Regions from separate parts of the Rattus norvegicus genome. Here region 1 is linked to region 2. A link is a contact called in public Hi-C data. All regions are on one chromosome and are shown on one strand. The core of a region is the stretch at or near the end of the contact, and the rest is flanking DNA. Distances in the headings are between cores, read along the strand shown. Region 1 overlaps LOC108350931 (a long non-coding RNA gene). Region 2 overlaps Chd7 (chromodomain helicase DNA binding protein 7).

Region 1 (2,700 bases), core at 167-2,666, 260 kb before region 2:
GCCTCTAACGGGGCCATCCACACTGGGCTGGCCCAGGCCTGAGACCTGACTATGTGTTCTACTTCTCTGAGGCAGAAAGTCCCACTCACAGGGCCATTTCCAACTCTTCCTGTTGTTTGGCTTCCTGAAACCTTCCTTCTGCCTCTAAAACCAAAAGCTATTTTGCATAGGTACTGGTTGGGGGTTTTGTTGTTTTTTTTTTTTCTTTAATTAAAAAAAAGGCAAGAGTAAACTTAAAAAACTCCATAGCTCACCTGAAAAATAACGAGGCAGCCAGGAAACTGTGAAGGAGTCCGAAAGCAATCACTTCAGAGTCTGTCAATAAGTAGAAACAAGGCGGAGGGAGACTTCAACAAGGAGCGCTCTCCATAGCAAGCTAAGGTTTACAGTATCAGTGGTGAAGATGAGCCATGGGGCTTACATAGTCCGGCTTCCCCATTTCAGTGCCGCTCGGGGGACTCTTAAGTGTTTGCTCAGCTGCCATGACAAAGTGCTACAGCTGATAGCTTACATACGAGACATTTCCGAACTCACAACTCCGGATGCCGGAATCAAGATGCAGCTGTCCGAGGAGCCGGTTTTGTTTCCTTGTGTTGTTTTTGTTTTTGTAAGAGCAAGCTCCTTTTGGCTTGAGGACAGATCTCTGACTTCTTGCACTTCTGCATCTTTCCTGCTGCGTGCGTCTGTGTCTGAATCTTTTCCAATGAGGACAGGCGTCCATACACAATTCACCCATATGGCTTGGCCTTGGCTCAAGGATCATGTCGTCCAGTACAGCCCAGTCTGACGTCAGGACATCAGCACATAATGCTCATGAGAAACGTAACTCAGCATGTAAATTACCCAACCTCTTTAGGGTGTGTGTGTGTCTGTGTGTGTGTGCATGCACGCGTGCACACTCGCACTCAGGCACCTGCATGCACATGCGTGTGTGCACATATACGCACATACATGTGAACAAACATATATGATGCCATATATTTGTGCATCCACACATATGTGAACAAACATAACATACATATACTCATATACATCCATACTCACACACACAAACACACGCGCACGCACACACACACACACACACACACACACACACACACACAGATACATGATTGACAACAACAGCCTTGGAGCACTTATGAAGATAGATTACCTGACCAAAAACCATAATTCACATATTCCTGCGTACAACTGAGGGATACTAGACAAAGTCTTTGTCACCCTTACCAAAAGGTCACAGCTACAGGGACATACCTGTAGATCAGAGCCACTCTAGTATGGCAGGAACAGGTGGGGGCTGGGGGGAGGCAAGAGGAGGGATTAAAACCAGCACTCATCACCCTGCCTTGCCTCCCATGCACTGATGGCTTAGAATCAACACTTGTGGAGAGAGGTCACAAGAGAGTCTGACAGAAAGGGTTCATTCACAGGCCTGACTTCATGGACTCAAATCAAACTCGGGTTCAGAATGGAAGCAAGAGGAGCCCTGGGATCCAGTTCCTCCTAACAGAGTTAGTGGCACTGCAGAGGAGGAGTGGTGGCCAAACAACCGAACCCCAGGGGTCCCAGCACATTGTCTGGGACAAAGTTTTAAATTCAGACATCTCTCAGAACAGACAAAGGCAAGCCTGTCTGTCACTGCTTCTCTGGGGAAAATGCCTCGGCCATTAACCCAGTCACCCTAGCAGTTGTGACACCTGATGCTGGGCCTTGCAGTAAGCTGCAGAAACAGCATTTCTAAGGTGGTGGCCCAAGGAGCTGAAGCAGGCCAGGACGCACAGAAGCAGTGGCTCCTTGCTGGGGGAGGGGCGAGGGGGCAATGAGCCGGGAGCAGCCAAGCATGTGTGTTCCAGAAAGAAAAGCAAACACAGACCCACCTGGCATTTCCCTGTGTCCCTTTCACCGAGCCTTCTCACTGGTACTTGCTTTTAATTTATGACACAAGGCACTAAAGGGACCATCTATAGATTTAACATTGACATTTCCTTCATGCTGTAATCCTCCGAATCCCATTTGCTGTAAATCTCAACCAAATGGCAGAAAAATGACTCCTCCCGCTCCCCACCCTCGAGGACGTTATAATGAACTATCCCTTTTCAGAATTTGAGGAGGACTGAAGGAGACCCACAGGCTTTGGACGCCCACATTCGCCTCCTGTAGCCTGTCTTTGGGAAGGAGGCAATCACTGAAGAGTCTGGTCCACGAGCCATCACTCTGTGAACCCCCTAGGAAAGCTTTGTGCTCTAACCACAAGATTTTCCCACCAAAATAACTCTGGCTATCACACAGGCCAGGAGATAGACTGTTATGTGGTCCAGACGCCCACTTCAGTAGAGCGGGTCTTTTTCTGACTGTTTTACTTTAATCGACCTATGCATAGTTGTTATGCATTTGGTGAGGTACACACAGAGGAGAAACATGCTACCCAGCGTGTCCTTAGAAGGATGTCGAGATTTTTTTTTTGATGAGCAAAAGAGTTGGATTGTACTAAACCAAGTGTGCCCATGTCCCTTCCACGTGCTCCAGTGAGACGCGTAGGTGTTTCTCCTTCCATACTCACTCAGACTTCTTGTCAGGCACTTACTTCTCCATCCATTGCTGTAACCCCTACTGGCTCTGCTTCCGCCGGGTCTCACTGGTTTTCCCGCCCCATGATGCTACTTCCAACACCAGCACTACCACTTGGGCAGCAGAATAATA
Region 2 (2,753 bases), core at 49-2,548:
TGGGATTATAATCAGGAAACGCTCACTGTATATATCATGGCACTTCTGCATCCCCAGCCTTTCAAAGTTAACAAGGCTGCGTCCCACTTGGGGGAGCGGTGAGTCCCCGGCACTGACATTTGTGAAATATTGCTTGGAACAAAGCCCAGGAGGCACTTGTACAGATTAATAGCAGAGGTTAAGCCCACCGTCCACTCTGACACAGGCTGGCAGAGTTTAGTGAGGGCGGCCGTTCTGGAAGTGAAGTTTCGGGAATGCCGTGGTACGGCTTGGCTATTACTAAAAACAAATATGGCTTGACTTCTGTTTATAGCCAAGAAAGAAATGTTTTCTTCTCAAACACTCAACAAACATTCAAAAACAGCATCTGATATTTACAGTTCGTATTAGATTTCTAGTGCAGAAAAATGGTCGGCGCCAAGAGTCCTTTGGAACGGTCCTCATTAATATTATGACTTTGGAAAAGGAGTATGCAAAGAGTTCTAAATAAAGATGAAGCCACCCAGTCAAAATGTGTTCAGACAGAAGCACTCCTTACCATGTTTAAACACTCCAATTAAGAGGGATTTATCTGCTTCCTTATCCCACCAGTCTGCAGGAACTTCCGCATGAAATGGCTCAGGAATCCACACGTCGGCCTCACTGGAAAGAGAGCATTTAAGCACTCTTTAAATACGGGTACTTAAAATGAATCCTAGCCCTAGGTGGTAAACACACGCTCCAGTCTCCTCTTCTTCACAATAAGAATCTTGTATGGTGGAGAGGAATCAACAACGTGGGGCAGTGGTCAGAACTGAGCCTCATCACAAGGTATCCCAGCTCAGGTCAGAAGCCATTGCTTCTCACACTCTTATAACCAAGCACATGCAAATGGCCCTGTCCATCGTCTCAGCCCATCCCCACACCCAGAGGACGAACCCTTGCTCGCATTAAAGACAGAACCGAGGTGAACTCCTGATAAGTCTGTGAGGGTTCTAACCACAACCCGTGGAGAGTTTCCCGACCACCTGGGCCAGCCCGTGGAGGGCCGGAACAAATGTGTGCTTGCACCAACCTTGAGTCAGCGCCCTCGAGGATCTTCTCTGCCTGGTCTCCTATCACTTCTTGTCTTAGGTAGTACAGCATGCGGACACGCAGCAGGACCCTGGAGAGGAAGACAGAGGGGGGAAAAAGTTCTTAACTTCAGTGCTGTTTGCCAACAGTGGCTTTTGGCAGCTGCTGCTGTTCATCCATCATCCTGCCAAGGCTGATTAGCCATGCTGTATGGTAGGCTTGAAGCGTGACAGATGGTGCCACATAATCACCTCTGTGTGGTGCTTTCTGCTGGCTTCCAACAGGCCTGCCTGGCAACCGCTCACGCTGCACAGAGAGGGAGCGAGCTCAGCCCAGCCCAGGCCTACTTCACTTAGACCTACCTAGTGCAGCTTGTGAAGTTTAGACACGTACCCTACCACTGCCTCTGAAGTATTGAAGCAAGTTTGTAAACAACCGAGCAGATGGCTTTCAGTAACTGTTCTGCTTCATTATCTCATAAAATTTCCTCAGCTGCTGCCTTAATACCATTTTTGGAAGCACATCAGAAGTTGTAGGAATAAACGAGATATAAAATCTGGTTTTACTACCTTACAATAAACCCTCAATATGGAATGTCAGGTTTTTCAGATTATACAACTTTGCTTCCGAGAAAGGAAGAGGATGAGAGGAGTGAGCATGGGGAGGGGGAGATCCTTACCCTACTCAAGGAACATTCAACATTTCTATTACCTCTACTTATATTATCAGGGAACCTCAGTTGTGGTTTAAAGATAATAAACACTATAAGATTAAAATGTACCTAACTCATTGATACTCATTTTTAATGAATCAGCATTAAAAACTGGTGACATCATCAGGGTACCAGATTTTCCATCCTGCTTGTGTTTCCCCAATGGCTAAAATGTGACTTCCCCCACCCCTGCGAATAAAACTCACCTGGTATAGCGCACAGGTTGTCTCGATACTAGACAGCCCATATGTGCACTTGGGATTGACTGACACCTGAAGATGACCCTCTTGGTGAAGGTTGGTTTCTTCCAGTGTTATTTCCCTAGCTGAGTAAGCCTGTCATGTAACTGTATAACACCCTGTGCCAACGTTTCTCATTTATACACACTGGCTCACTTGGACTTCATAAATAACCCTGTGACGACATGGGGGGGGGGAGTTCTCATTTCCACACTACAGATGTGAACACTGTTGGTAACACAGGACGAGTTAAACAGTCAAGGTCACAGGGACACCTTGAGCACAAGCACACAGATCCAGGCCTCCCAAGATGTGGTGGCTTGCCTCTGAGACATCAAAATCACGAGCAGGGGCAGTCTTACTAAACAGACTAGTCCTGACCGGGCATCAGCAGACCCACTGTCTACCCCAAGAGTCCACTCATGGACAACATGATTGGTGGGCTGCAAGGTTGCAAATATTAAAATGTCTGTCAGGATAAGCAGCTGTGCTGGGGAACACCTTTTTATCTTTCCAGCTTTCTTTCTCTTTGTTAACACGTAAGCTCAAGTACTGACTCTGCCACACTGAACCAAAGAAGGGCAATCGACAGCGGAGTTAGCACTGCTTCCCTCTGGCTAGAGAATCCGCAGACCAGCGCTTTCTTACACTGCAAGCTCAGAAACAGTAGTTCCAAAGGAAATCTCCTCTACCTGTGGCTGGACTCTTTCCTTGACTCGAAGGCAGGGAGCCTAATGGTTTCTTTTCCT

What was found. Hi-C and Micro-C count contacts between places; a contact is called where the count stands out from the background.
Region 1: a contact with region 2 is called in a Hi-C map of frontal cortex, with 1.7 times the contacts expected there. The contact joins two enhancer-like sites. A contact is called at or near these places in 2 of 12 Hi-C or Micro-C datasets (frontal cortex and psoas muscle).

The regions. Positions count from the first base shown.
Region 1 is chr5:27,028,442-27,031,141 of GRCr8, reverse strand. All of the region lies in intron 1 of LOC108350931 (a long non-coding RNA gene), which reads right to left. Among named protein-coding and RNA genes, the nearest start is that of Lnc056, 69 kb to the right of the region's middle. Within about 2 kb of position 1,416, at least 2 of the 93 cell types and tissues checked have an H3K27ac peak or open chromatin away from gene starts, as enhancers often do.
Region 2 is chr5:26,772,931-26,775,683 of GRCr8, reverse strand. It overlaps Chd7 (chromodomain helicase DNA binding protein 7), which reads right to left. Exons shown (of 38, transcript NM_001107906.3): 24 at 1,055-1,144; 25 at 539-642. Among named protein-coding and RNA genes, the nearest start is that of Chd7, 160 kb to the right of the region's middle. Within about 2 kb of position 1,298, at least 20 of the 93 cell types and tissues checked have an H3K27ac peak or open chromatin away from gene starts, as enhancers often do.